3 separate regions of the Sus scrofa genome follow, and all the other regions are linked to region 3. Evidence: chromatin contacts called from public Hi-C and HiChIP or PLAC-seq data. All regions are on one chromosome and are shown on one strand. The core of a region is the stretch at or near the end of the contact, and the rest is flanking DNA. Distances in the headings are between cores, read along the strand shown.

Region 1 (4,771 bases), core at 1,941-4,440, 230 kb before region 3:
CTCACCCACAGCGTAGCCAAAGTCAGCTGTATCCAGGTCCACTCTGAGGGGTGGCTCCTCTTCATCAGCTCCAGACGGCACCAGTTTCCAGCCACTGCGCTGGGTCACAAAACTTGCTATTTCCTGCAGCCCCAGACGGTCCAGCACAGCAGCCACACCCCCAGCCCTGGGGACCTCAGCCCTCAGCACCTCACAGAGCTGGGCCACAATTGCAGACTTAGCTGTGAGCTCCGTGTACTTAGTGCAGGGTTCTGAGACACTTGCTGCCCCAGCATATTTGAGCTGCCATCCACTACCCTCTCGCTGTCGCAGCCAGTGGTCAGACCGCATGAGGCTCAGCTCAGGGGTATCATAGTAGCTGTCTCGGAAGGTGATTCGGTGCTCCAGGATACCTCCCAACTCCTGCAGCCGCTCCTCTATGCCGGGCCCGGGAAGGAACTTTCGTTCCACTTCAATCAGGCCCAAGGCCATGTTACCTGCAATCAGTCCATCAACAAACATTACTGAGCTCCCAAATAACCCATTTCCTTCCCCCCTCCCCAAGAACCTGTGAGTCGCACACACTGTCCCAAGGCTCTCTGTTGGGGGCCCTTTCTCCCTGCCTCTGTGATGGATGGCCTTCTCTGTCTGATGTTTTAAGGCTCAGCAACAGGTATAGGTCTGGGGTTAGACCCCTTCCACTGCTAATGATGTCCTCAATCCAAAAGGCTCCCTAGAAAGCAAGCCTTGTAGCGGATGTCCTTTCAATGCGCCCCCTCTATACCTCGCTACTCTGGGAGGTCGGCGGCTCACTACCTGGGAAGACTCAGCCCGACCTCCCCATAGGACTAGCCAGCGGAGCTTCGGGTCTCACCTGAACGCGCCAGAGTCTCCCTCTCGCGGGACCTGGAGAAGAGAGAAGGGAGGCCACGCCACGCACGCGAGGAATGCCGGGAGCAGATCCTGGCCCAGGACCTCGGCCGGCGCTCTGCACACGGGGGAGGTCCCGGTATAAGCGGCCATGTTAGGCCCGATGTGGCGGTGCCGAAGGCAGGCCAGGGCCCGAGATACCCGCTAGGTTACGAGGGGCCGCAACCTCCGCGGTGAGCAAGGAGCGAGGTGGTACTCCCGCGCTCTGCTCCTCATCCCAGAGCCCTCGGGGCTCCCGGGGCGGGGATGTGGGGAGAAGGGGTAACATATGGGTCTCAGGCCGCAGGCTGAGCCCAGCACCTTGGGGTTCAGGTGCATGATGGGAGATGTAGTTCCATAGCGAGACTTTGCTTTCTTGCCCCACCCGTCGCTATAGTGACAGGAAAGCTGCGATTAAAGCCAGCCAGACTCTACGTAAAGTTGAGCTGGGGCTGGTGGGGAGAGACGGGTGCGAAAGGAGCTGAGGCCCCAGTCCTGTGTCCAAACCCCTCACTCTGTAGGCAGATGGGGCTGGAATAGAAGCCACTCACTCTCTGTCAGCAGGTATTTTATTGACTATTACCATGGCCTACTAAGTGCAGGCCAATGGCAATGAGCTGGGTGTGAGGGGAAGATAACTGAGACCAGTTTAGCCACTCTGGAGTTTTAAAGGGGAAATAATACATCCCCATGAATGTTCAGGATAAGGGTGGGTGGGAGACTTCATAGGAGGAGGAAGAGATATTATTGGATGAAAACTAAACTCATGATGGGATTTCAACGGTTGGAGACCTAGATGGAGCTAGGAACAGTGTAAGCAATAGCCCAGAAGCTGGAGAGCATCTGGCCATTGGGTAAAGGAAAGAAATGAAGGAGCGGGTTGGAAAAGGCCTTGAGTGCCCAACTGAGGAGTTTGTCATTGAGTTTCCAGTTGCTACTGAGCAGGCTTTGTCAGGAATAGAAATATTCATGTTCACTTAAAACACAGGTTAAGGATCTGTCGTAGTCACTGCAGCAGCTAAGGTTGCTGCTGTGGAGTAGTTTGATCTCTGGCCTGGGAATTTACACATATCATGGGGCAGAGAGAAGTAAATTTAGAAAATAAAAACACTGGAAGACCTGAAAATGGCCCTTCGACTGCTTTGGGAGACAAAATAGAGAAGGCTAAGGAGTTCCCTGGTGGTCTAGTGATTAGGATTTGGGGCTTTCACCACTGCAGCCTGGTTTCAATTCCTGGTTTGGGAGGACCAGGCTGCTTACTCCCATATCAAGCTGCTTACCACCGCCCCCCACCGGTTCCAAAAAATAGAAAAGACTCCTTCTCCTTACTCCTTACTGGGACTATGGTTACCTGGAAGCATCAACTGTATGTCTGACTCTTGGGTAAGGTAGTTTGAGGAGGAACAGCAGCAGCTCTTGTCAACTCCTGGGCTCCCTCTTATGATGAGTGAGAAGTGCTAGGGTGGGCACCTGCCCTCCCCAGTATGTTTCTAGAAACATGTGACCTGTGGGAGGTACTGTGGGGAGGACACCAGTTTATAGACATGGCATCTTCAACTTAGAGTGTCTTGGATGCATACCCCCCCACACCCCACCCTATGATGGGCACCAATGGGCAGGGAGGGGAGCAACCTCAGCCCCTAATTCCTTTTGCTGGTCTGCTTGTCATCTGTACTTTGCTTTTCGGTTTTGTTGCTCAGGGGAAGACGTAATCTCTCCCCCCCCCCCCCCCGCCCAGAGTTATAAGGTCCAATCCAGTGGGGCTGAGGCGTAAGTTTAAGGAAAAGAAAAGACCAGACTCTAAAGCTGGATAGACCTGGAGTTGACAACTCCCATCTTCACTTTATTGGTGTTGGGCAATGGGCAAGCTACTTCGCCTCCTTAAACCTGTTTTCTCTTTGGTAAAATATGGGCTGTTTCACAGTTAAGTGTGAGGGGTCAAGGACAAACTGTCACACCACAGAGATTCAAAATGTTAGTTTCTTTCTCCTTTTTTCCTGTGAACTCCCCAAGATATTTTTCTTTTAAGGGAATTAGGCTATAGCAGCCAGTGTGGGCTCTGGAATGAAACCATTAAGAGTGGCTCAGCAGGTTAAGAGCCGGACTAGTATCCATGAGGATGCCGGTTCTACCCCTGGCCTCACTCAGGGGGTTAAGGATCCAGCACTGCCGCGAGCTACAGTGTAGTTCAAGGACAAGCCTCGGATCTGGTGTTGCTGTGGCACAGGCTGGCAGCTGCAGCTCCAATTCCACCCCTAACCTGGGAACCTCCATATGCCATAGGTGTGGTCCCAAAAAAGAAAGAAAAATATTTTTGAATCCTGGGAATTCCCTGGTGGCCTAGCAGTTACAGACTGGGCATTGTCACTGCCGCACTGCTGCAGCTTGGGTCACTACTGTGGTACAGGCTTGATCCCAGAATCTAGCAGCCACATGCCACAGACACAGCCAAAAAAAATTTTTTTTTTGAAATCTGGCATGAATGATGTTCACTTATTGGCTTTGTGACCTTGGGGCAATTAGTTAGCTTGTTTGTGTCCTGGTTTCATCAACTGTAGAAGTAGATTAAGTAAGTTTATATATGCAAAAGTGCCTGGAACTGTGCTTATGCACTCAATACATTTTAGCAGTTATCATTATTAGAATACAGGAAAGCTTATGAGGTGATAAGATGAGAATGGGGAGCCAGAACCTCCCCTCCCTCTCCCCCAACTCTGGGTACTATGGTGCCAGCTCCAAGCCAGTGCCACCAAGAAGGGCAGGATCCTTTAACACTTTCCCATCTTCTCCTCCTTTTGCCTACAGCAGTCATGTGTTTTGTTATTTTGCTTTAAATCAGTTCCATAACGAGACTTGGCTTCTACCAGCTTCCCAGAGCCATCAGAGGCCTCTCTCTATTTTTCCCACTCTTTTTTTGCCTTGTTAGTTCCCCTTCCTTCCTGTTAGGTGCTAGAATCTTATCCTCCATAGCAATTATTCTGAGTCCCTAGGAGCTTCAATCTCCTCCAAGCACTGACAGAGTCGAGCAGGTGGCCAGGACTGCTGGCCTACCTTACTTCAGGCCTCAGGTCCCTCACACGGTCCACGAAGGCATGCGGACACCACGCTCTAGGGCGGTGGGCGGGCAGGAGCCAAGTGACTACAACTCCCGGCATACACCGCGGCGGGTGGGCCGCTGCACCTGCTCAGTGGGGCCGCCCCGGGCGCCTGGGTATTGATTATTCCATTGTGTGGGACGCCTCGTCTCCAGCCAGTGAATGAGGCGGAGGAGTGAGGGCGAGGAGGAGGAGGAGGAGGGCGAGGAGGAGGAGGAAAAGGAGGAGGAGGAGGCAGGGAGCGAGCGAGTGCCCAGGGTGAATCAATGGAAACCCCCTCACGAAGCCGGGAAAACACTTCAGCCGCAGCCAAATAGCATTGATTATTTTCCTTCACTTCCCTCACCGCCGTGAATTTATTTATTTATTTTTTTCCTTCTCCGTCCCCGACGCCCCGGAGTGAGCGCTGGAGGGAGGGAGGAGGAGGGGAAAAAAAGGAATCAACACATCGGAGAAGTCCCTTCCAAGAGCCACCCCCTCCCCTCCCCGCCTCGCGCTGCTCGGCGGCCGCGGTTCGACTCCCGTCCCTGCTTCCAGCTGAGGTGTAAGTGCATCGATTTCCGATGCTGCTGGGTTGGTTTTTTTTTCTCCTCTCCCTCTCTCTCTTCTTCTCTTCCTTGCTCTTTGGAAGCTTGAGACGGAGGGGAGAGGAGGCGCTCGGAGACTGCCGCTGGAGGGCACGGAGAGGGACGGGAAGGGGCTGGGGGAGGGGACCCAGACAGACGGACAGACTGAGAGCCTGAGCAGGAGGGACCGGGGTGTGGGAGGGAAGGAGAAGGCCTGCGGGC
Region 2 (4,858 bases), core at 2,055-4,554, 180 kb before region 3:
GAAACTGGCTTCAAATCCTACCGAGGCACTATTATACCATGCAGTGACCTCCCTTAGTCATCACACAATTACCTTACTCATCATCATACTTTCCGTAACTTTTTGGGTCCTCCCTCCAGAGGACAAATATTTGCCACAACTAGGAATGTTACAGACTCTAAAACAACTATTATACCTTGATATATGGCTCTATGCTAATCAACACAACTTCCATGTAAGATGTTAGGCTGGTGCTACATGTACCCCATTCTAAAGACCTGGATTTCTGCCAAGGAGCTACTATCTCCTCTCTGTGGACAGCTAAGACATATATAAGAAAGAGTAAGTCACAAAACAAGAGGACACAAAAGCAGAACAGGGAATAGGTGCTACAAAGAGTTCATACACATTTGCACGAAGATACACAGTGAGTTACTGCCCTTTACTGAATATTCCCTTTCCCCACTTGAACCAAATATGAACCCCTCAGATACAACAGTTCTATCTCATCCCTTATTTTATTTTTTGGATATATATCCAGGAGAGGAAGATTCCATTGGTGATTTTATTTATTTATTTTCTGGCTGCACCCGTAGCATGTGGAAGTAACCAGGCCAGGGACTGAACCCAAGCTACAGCTGCAGCCTGCACCACAGTTGAGGCAATTCCACACCCTTAACCCACTGAGCCACAAGTAAACTTCCTCATTCCTTATTTTTATATCTAAACCTAATGTCTAGTGTGTCTGGCAGATTGTAAGTGCTTAATAAATGTTGCTAAATTAATGATACTCTATGCTCTTGTAGAGTTAATATGCGAATGTTTGTGCAAGCTCATTACTGCAGTATGAGTAACAGTGGGGAATGCACCGAGGTAAATGGTGGTTTCGGGAAGAAATAAGATAGAACTTGCTCCTGGTGTATTTCAGACTGAAAACGTTAGGATACACTGAGGTAGCTGCCATCAGGGGACTCTGCTAACTCAATGGACTCCTCCCAGACTTCAGTTCTCTGGTGAGGGGCTAGACGAGGCGGGGAAGTCTAGAACTGAACTGAATATAGTTTCCTTTACTTTTCAGATGAGAAAAGCAATGCAAGCAAGCTGTCCCTCTTTTCTTCAGGTTGGATCACAGTAGTGACCTTGACAGAAGCCTCAGTGCCTAGCTTACCCTCGGCATTGACACCCCAATCTCCCTTCTTCTGCTCCATATGTATCTCCAGCTGTTATCCTGCCTCTCCAGCCCTTGGTCAAGGACAGAAGCCATGCTAGCCAATAGACAGTCGTCTTTTTGAAGTCCCAACTAGGAACCAGTGCCTTAAACCTCCCAGGGAAGCAATTATCTGATTTGAAGGGATGGCTCATCCCTAAAATGTTGACAAGACCACAGAGACCAAACTCAAAGTTCAGCCTGAATGCAATGAGGAAAGGGAACTGAGAATATGTCTTGAATTCTCCATCCTGGATTTTCTTGTTCTCCACGACACAGACACATTTAAGGATTAGTATCTGTCTTTCTAGAACAACTTTCAAAGTTCACCTGGCTTTGGGCAAACTTTAAGACTTTATCTTCCAAAGAGTTCCTTTGGTAGAGCACGTAAGGGGGAAGTTCTCCTTCATTTCTAACCCAAAGCACTCCTATTAAAATTGAGATTTATTTCTTAGAAGATGTTCAAGGCAGCAAATGAACATCCTCTATATCATTATTTCTCAGGTTATTCTTGCATGCTAATGTTTGAGACCCACAGCTCTACCTCTAACCTTCAGAGGCTTCAAGACACTTTCATTCCTCCACTGTTACTAATTCTAATTATTTTCCTTTTCAATAGGTTCCACTCACCATGATTTCCCTTCTCTGTTTCTTCACACCTCCCTCAGGTTTCTTTCCACTGTTCTTTCCTCTTCAGCCCTTCAGCCCCCTTCCCATCCCTCAGTCTCCTAACCTAAATGGACAGACGCCTGGCTTTACTACCTCCTACTTTTCTGACCTAGCATTCTTCCCTGTAGGAATGTTAATTAGCACGTGGGATTTAATTAATTCAGCAGCTAATTAAAAATGGGAGAGGAAGAGTGGGAGAGGAGGCGGGTAGGCGAAACAGAGCCCGCCTCAGTGCAGAAGGCACCGCAGATGGTTCTGGGTTGGTTGGCACCATGCCACCGCCCTCCCCCCCTCAACGGCACGCACGGCGACGGGGGAGGGGCAAAAGTGAGGGGCACAGCCTGGCAGAGCCTCTAGACAGACTCATTCAGTCCCGCTGCCGCTTTGTGCTGGGGAGAGACAGAAAGAGGGAGAAAACGAAGGAAAGAGTGGGAGAAACAAGGAGAGACCACGCTGGGGAAGAGCTAAGGAAGGGGGTGTCGGAGCCAAATAACAGGAAGAAGCAACGAGGAAAGAGCTTGTTCATCCCAAAAGAGAGTCAGCGTCTTGGGGTTCCCTGGCTCCTAAAGACCACTGAGGACAAGATGGGAAGACAGCCACTGACCCTCTGGAGAAAAAGGGATTGCCCACTCTGACAATCAGTGACCCATCTGCAGCCACTCCTCCCACACCACGCTGCTTCTTCAGCATGTGCAGGCGATGAGGAAGACAGCAATGGAAAATGAAAGATGGGGGGGTGGAGGGAGGGGGTGCAGATGGGCAACAGTGAGCAGGTGGAGACGGAGATTTAAAGGAAGAGGAATGAAGGGTACTCGTGGAGGGAAGGGAGAAGTGGGAGAAAGCAAAGGAGAAGAAATAAATATTGGAGAAGGAAGAGGAGGAAGTCAGGGGCAGAGCCATGCTTTGTTTGCCAAGAAGGATAAAGAGGGCTGGCTGGAGTGTCTGTGCAGAGGACTTTCACATTTGATTCCGCCTAGCCCAGGCCAGGCGGTTGGGGGGGGGGGAGTCGTCAGCACAGCAGGGAGGGGGCAAGAGCAGATCCCTCTGAGGGTCAACTGGGGGGCCAGAGGACTCGTCCTACAGATCTTCCAAAATTCTGGATACTTCTGCCAAACCAGGAATTTATCAAGAGCAATGGAGCAAAGCTTTCAAATGAACAGAAAAGGAGGCTAGGATGACAGGAAGCTGCAGAATCCAATTCCAGGAGCTCCAGCAGGGAGATGGGTGAGGAATGGGATTTTTAGCAGCACCCAGCTGGCTCTTTAAGAGTGTCACTTGACACTGAGGGAAATACATCCATTAGGGGATGGATTTGAGGATTTGAGGGATGAGAAAGAGAGGAAAGGCTGTGTTTCAGAAAGCGTCCTTTTGGTGGGAGGCATCTAGGAAGCTCTGGAGCTTAAAGCCTTGGGAGGGAATAAAAGGGTAAGAAGGAAGTCTGCCATCAGTGACAGATTACATAAGACTTGACTGAAAGAAAGTGAGAAGGAGGGTGTGAAGCCAGATGAAGCTTCTCTGGTGTTAACCGCCACAGAACTGAATGCAATGGCAGATAAGGGTCACTGTAGCTAAGAGACAGGGTTTTCCTGGCTGGGAATTCTGATTTGATCTCTTTACCACCTAGGGCTTCCTGCAAGAGCTAGCAGTGAGTGAATCGAAATTGGGAGAGAGGAAGTAGACACTCAAGGGCTTTTTATTCTCCAGAGGTCACCCAGGGGGCTAAACCCAAGGCTGGCAGATGAGACAAAGCACTGCTCAGAGTAAGTTGCTATAGGCTCAGTCAGAAATACATGAATGCTTTCTGAGCTTATTTTCTAGTCTAGGCTTTGATTAACAATAAAAATTACAGGAACATTTATTAATAGAGGCACAATGATGGCTTTACAGTAGAAATTCTCTAAGATTTAAGGTTATCAGCATTAGCAGGAGGAAGTGGGTGGTCCATAGAGCCTTTTGTTATTTCAGTGGTCCCAGACCCAAGAGTTAGCTGCAAATGAGCAGCAGTGCTTAGAGTCCCCTGTATCCACCACCATGTGCTATTCAGCCCTGAGATATTTTTAAGAGGGAGAAGGCTTAGTGGAAGGAGTATATGAGCAGTGAGGTCAAATTAAATCTGGGATGGAAAACTGAAGCCAGGACTTCGGAGACTCCCTATCTTAGCACCATTGAGGCGCCTCCACTAGGCAGGGCTGTGTAACCTGAGGGGGGTGCTGGCCCTTCCCAGGGAGCCGGGGACCCTCTCGGCCTGCACACCCCAGCTCTTTCACGGCTGAAGCCCTCCCTCAGCAGGCCTGTCCAGGCTGGCGTAGACATTAAACCTGACTGTGCTGCTGGCTTCAAGGCTGTCAGTGACTCTGGGGGTGAAATGGGAACACTAGTTTTCAAGAGGTAGTCAACAAAGTCAGACCTAGATGTCTGAGAGGATGCAGAATCTATGCCAGCTCTGCTAATGAATTATTTGTATGGTTTTAGACAAACCACTTCCCTCTACAGCATCTGAGTGGAAGGAAACAAAAATTTTAGCCAATCCAATTTTAGCCACAGTACCATAAGCACCTAAAGAAGAAACAGTTAAAACTTAATTTATGAGTCTGGCAGAAGGTACTAAAGCTGAAAACTGCAACAAATACTTATGAGCCATGCTTTTAGGAGAGGGATCTTAAAGATTTCATCATCTGTGTTACATGAGTCCACAACCCTAACTAGAGTCCCAAGAATAGAATTAGAGGTCTCTGAAAAGGGCGGCAGGAAAATCAGCTGAGGAAACAAGAGGCCACTGGCTCACCTGCCTCCACCAATATACACACCTTAGGAAGGAGGAGAGGCAGGCAGAAGACAGACAGGTTTCCTTAGGCACCTCCAAGGCTCAGATAACACACTGAAGGATGGGGCGTTTTGCACTGAGGCTCTTTCTAGGGCTCTGCCTCACAGGCAAACTCTGCCTGACTCCAGGAGTCAGCCTTGACTCACGCATGCTAGGGAAATGGGAGCTAGTCATTCTGA
Region 3 (4,578 bases), core at 519-3,018:
ATGTCAGTCTGGACCGCTTCCTCTCTTCCCCTCCCCCATCCCAATCTACTCCATCTTCTAAAGTGTTAGGATGAAACCCACACAAAAGAGGGAGGCTTTAGCCTGCTCTCCAGAACTGCCAGAGGTCTTTCTTCTCCTTTCCTTGGATTCTTCTCCTAAATCTGTCTTCAGTTCTGTTCCCTACTCCTAACTTGGGAATGAGTATCCTTCTGAGACAAGAAAGGTGGCTGAGTTGTCTACCCTTCGTAATTCGCAGCCCATGATCAGTGATGTCCAGAGTGACTGATTGAAACCTTCAGGGGCAACCACTAAATTCTTATAGTGCTTGCCCGGCTTTCCAGACAAACAAGCTCATTGTTTGGATTATAAGAGAATGAACTGACAATTGCGAGCAGCCACTGCCTGAAATATTTCACTTTTCCCTTCTTTCGTTACATACAAACCATTGGGATATTGTAATAAGTCATGATTTAAGAGAAGATCTGTATATGCCACAGCCCTGGCTTAATCCTAAGAGATTAAAAGTTTCTAATTCTAAAACTGAGAATATTGTTTCTGTTGCTTACTCCTATGATGTTTTTGTGGGATACTAGCTTAAAGGACACAGCTTTTAGGAGCTGAGACTGTTACTAAATGTGCTGAGGGAGAGAGGAGAGGAATGGGCAAACGCAAGGCACACAAAAGAAAATAGGGTTCTGAGCTGAAGCACAGATATATTTCTGATGCTTTGCAATCCTAAAAAAGCTCTAGACCTTAGTGTGGAGTGGTGAAGAATCAGAAGTAGCAGTTATGATGGCTGAATTTTAGGGGGTACACGAGAAGGGGTGAAGTCTGTGGAATACAGAAGAGTCACTTCTGAAAGTACTGTTCCCATATATGTATAACTGGGTCACTTTGCTGTACAGCAGAAATTGACAGAACATTGTAAATTGACTACAATAAGAAAGAAGGAAAAAAAAGTACTGTTCCCAAGTTTTAGTCAGAAGACTGAGAATCCTGACTATACAAATTTACGGCCCAGAATTGTGGTGTGGAATACTGTTTTAGTGTAAACCCTTTCTTGACAGCAAAACCCACGGTCCCAAATATGAGTTACAGCTCCAGGTCCTCTTTACTATGGCAGAAAGGGGGGCCTGGGGAGGTGTGGAGTGTCCTAAACAAGGTGACCCCTCCAGCACTTCCTCTTTGAGAACATCCGTCTGGTGACAACTGGACCCGGGAAGCGGCCCAAGGTGCCAGGCTGCTAGGATCCTTGTCTTTCGGGGTGGCCAAGACATTCTATACAAGTTCCCGGTTGCTCTACGCGTTTACAGTGACGCCGCCGACGGCAGCTGGGAACGCGCGCCTCCTTGTGTGAGCTGGGAAAGGAATACAGAAAAAGTCTTCCTTCCGGAGGAAACAAATAAGGAGTAGTTTGTAGGCGGTCTGGACAGTTCAACAAACTGCTGTGAATTCCTTGGGGAATTCCAGCAGGAACAGGGCCCTGTGGACTCCGAAGATCCGGTGCCCACAAGGTGGGGGGGGCGGGGGAGCGCGGGGCGGAGTACCATTCACGGCACCCTAGCGGCGGGGGGACATCTTCCCTGTCCCACGCACCCAATAGTCACCCCGGCTGAGGCACAACGCAGCCAATAGCGGACTTCAACAGAGACCCACGCTGCCAATGGCCGGCTCAGCCCCTTCCGCCGGGGCCCGCCTCCTTAAACCCACCAATCAGGACTCTGGCCACCTTGGCACCGCCCCTGGGGCCCGCCCCACCCATCCGCCCCGCCTCCAACTCGCTGGAGCTGGGCTGGGCTTGACCGGCGCGCTCTCGGGGGCGGGAGGGGGGCAAGTCCCGGTCCTGGCCCTCGGCGCGGGTGGGCTCGGAGCAGGCCGCACCGGGCAGCAACCCTATTCTCACCCCGGAGGCCCCCTGCCCTTTCTCCCCCTTTCCCCCCGGCCCATGGTGCGAGGCTGGGAGCCGCCGCCCGGGCCGGACAGCGGTGAGTGATCCCCAGCCCTTTCGACTTCCCCTCCCAGCCCGTGTACGATCTCCGACCTCTGGAGTTCCATCCCCGCGCTAGGGGGAGGAGAATTCTGGGTTCGAAGTTGCCCGGTTCTCTCTCCTTTCTCCTCTGGACTTTTCGGTTCCCTGTTGTAACTGGGGGAGGGTGAGTGGGTGTGTAGGGAGGAGGGGAAAGCAGGGTTGGGACGCCCTCGGAAAGGGGAGGATAAAGATTCGCCTGCTCTCTGGGGCTCATCGCCCCAAGTGCAGCAACTTTTTGTTCTCTGACCCAGTTCGGAGCCTTCTAGACTGCCTGTGAAATGGAGGATAGGAGAAACGTTTCCTTCCCAAGGCCTCCCCTCCTCCCCTCCACGACTACCTCCTGGCGACCTCAACACACGCACAGAAACCTGGCCTTATTCCTGGGGAGCAGTGGCCTTTGGGAATGAAAGGTTTAAGAGAAACTACTCCTTCTGACCCCTTTACCCAGCCATACTCAGAAAATCAAACCAGTAAAGTGAGAACCTGAGTCTTCAGAGGTTCCTGGTGTTGCGTCCTAATCTGAGACTTCTGAACCGAAAGACTCAAGCTGAGACCTATTTGGTAATGTGGGCCCAGATGAGATCTTTTATCATATGACCCCCCTTCTCACCATACCTTTGAAGCGCTTTTTATGGTTAAGATAGGTAGGTGGCAGTAATTGAAAACAAAAAAGCCAGCTGGGAATTTTTAAATGATGCATACACATCTTAAGCATTGTCATTAAAAGTACATTCATTTCACCAATCTCTTGGGTTAGTGTCCAGGCGTTTTCTTTGTGTACATTCTGCTGACTGGCAGTCCCAGTTGCCTTTGTAGTATAAACTACATAAGCAAATCTCAAATCTGACTGCACCCTGAGAACTTTTTAAAACTACTTATGCCTGGGCCCTAGTCCAGGCTAATTAAGTCGGAGTGAGGAGGTGAATGCTCTGGTTTCAGTTTTCCAGGTAATTCTAATGTGCAGTCTGAGACAGGAGCCACTGCCTCTCATCTGTGATTTCCAGGTTTCGTTTCTTTATAGTGAAGTGGAAATTTAAACACAAATTTAAAAACATTTAAATCTGAATGGAATACCTCTTGAGATTTTTAAGTCCCCTGCCCCTTCCATTCTTTTACAGTTGTCTTGCCTACTCTCAAGTTTTTTAAAATGTACGCTCCTTTGTATTACGTCTTTTGAAAGCATGTGACTGTTTTCATAGGAACAATTCTTAACATACTAATTTTTTCATAGGTTTATGTGATGTTGAATTTATATAAACACAGAAAAACAATAGGCCTAAGCAGGCTTGGAATATCACACACCATGCCTGAGGACACAGAACGACTGAAGGAAGCAGGTGATTTTGGCACACTGGAAAGTAGCCTAACAGCCTCTAGTTTCCAGTGCCCTGTGGGTGTGGATTACCATGTAATCCAGTGAGGATCTGTTAAGTCAGGCTCCTGGCCCAGTTGAACATCCCTGGCTGCCACTCTTTCCAACTAATATCACCAATACCTAATCCCTTCAAGGCTAATTCAGATTCTCTTGAGGCTTCCATCCACTCTTTTGATTCATTCATAAAAAGTTGTTTCTTCTTTAAGCAATTACCACACATTGCCTTTATTTATTAAATCGGGAGGACATAGGCAGAGTTTCTTAACCTGGGCTTGTGGGCACTCAGTGAACCCCCTGAGATTATACTATATATAATATGAGAGTGTGAATGTTTATTGGTGGGGGGGTATAAGTCATAACTTTCTGAGGGTCTGTAATTTCTGATTTTCAAAGAGTTCCTTGATCCAAAAACTTAAGAAGCACATGAATATCACTAAAAGCCCCTTAAGGTCCTGAAAACTCTCACCAAAACACATTTCATTCAAAAACATACTTCAGTTCTCTGAGTAAACATTTAGGGAATTTAGCAGGATCATATCTGTTCTCTTATTTGAATGATCTCTTGCTTTAACCACAAGTCTAGGCTCAAGTTCAATTTTTTTTTTTTCCTTTTTGTCTGGGCCAGGGATCAGATCCCAGCTGCAGTTTGTTATCTGAACCGCAGTTTGCGACCTACACTGCAGCTGCAATGCTGGACCCTTTAACCCACTGTGCCAGGCTGGGGACTGAACCTTGGTCCTAGTGCTACAGAATATTGATCCCATTGTGCCACAGCAGGAACTCCTAGGCTCAAGTTCTGAAGACCTCCTTTCTCTAGGATTATTGTGAACATCAACATCAGAAGTTTAAGGCAACCCATTTTTTTCTGCCATCTGCCCAGGGGTATGGAAAGCCCAAAGGGAAGTAAGAGTGTTATCTTGACTGTATTTATTGATGACTTTAAGTAGCAGTGGGACATATGTGGCAATTTTTGGGGGCATTTTTAATAAGGATGCAAACTTAATAGTAATTCAGAATTGATAATACCACCACTGACATGGACACCTCTGCCCAGAGGATTTATTTCTCTAGCTCTGATTCCCTTTTTTCCTACCTTCTCCAAAGGAGGTACAAGAACACAAGACACTGTAGTGTCTTCACTGTGGTTGTGATTACTGTAGAATCTACCCTTCTT

Evidence for each region. Hi-C and Micro-C count contacts between places; a contact is called where the count stands out from the background. HiChIP or PLAC-seq counts read pairs in DNA pulled down with a chosen protein or histone mark.
Region 1: a contact with region 3 is called in a Hi-C map of alveolar macrophages, with 3 times the contacts expected there. The contact joins the promoter of ZFHX2 here to the promoter of HOMEZ in region 3. A contact is called at or near these places in 1 of 5 promoter capture datasets (liver), 1 of 47 Hi-C or Micro-C datasets (alveolar macrophages) and 1 of 2 datasets of contacts at active chromatin or transcription factors (alveolar macrophages).
Region 2: an H3K27ac HiChIP or PLAC-seq map of alveolar macrophages shows a contact between it and region 3. The contact joins the enhancer-like site here to the promoter of HOMEZ in region 3. A contact is called at or near these places in 2 of 5 promoter capture datasets (liver and skeletal muscle), 3 of 47 Hi-C or Micro-C datasets (blood, embryonic fibroblasts and skeletal muscle) and 2 of 2 datasets of contacts at active chromatin or transcription factors (alveolar macrophages and skeletal muscle).

Annotation. Positions count from the first base shown.
Region 1 is chr7:75,551,686-75,556,456 of Sscrofa11.1, forward strand. ZFHX2 (zinc finger homeobox protein 2) reads left to right here and starts at 3,191. Exons shown (of 11, transcript XM_021099229.1): 1 at 3,191-4,527. THTPA (thiamine-triphosphatase) reads right to left here and starts at 2,036. Exons shown (of 3, transcript XM_001928723.7): 1 at 854-2,036; 2 at 1-476. The coding sequence starts at 471.
Region 2 is chr7:75,609,692-75,614,549 of Sscrofa11.1, forward strand. No RefSeq gene overlaps it. Among named protein-coding and RNA genes, the nearest start is that of NGDN, 17 kb to the right of the region's middle. Within about 2 kb of position 3,305, at least 11 of the 83 cell types and tissues checked have an H3K27ac peak or open chromatin away from gene starts, as enhancers often do. A contact at or near this core is called in alveolar macrophages, where this site is marked.
Region 3 is chr7:75,787,416-75,791,993 of Sscrofa11.1, forward strand. HOMEZ (homeobox and leucine zipper protein Homez) reads left to right here and starts at 1,769. Exons shown (of 2, transcript XM_003482254.4): 1 at 1,769-1,985. The coding sequence starts at 1,946.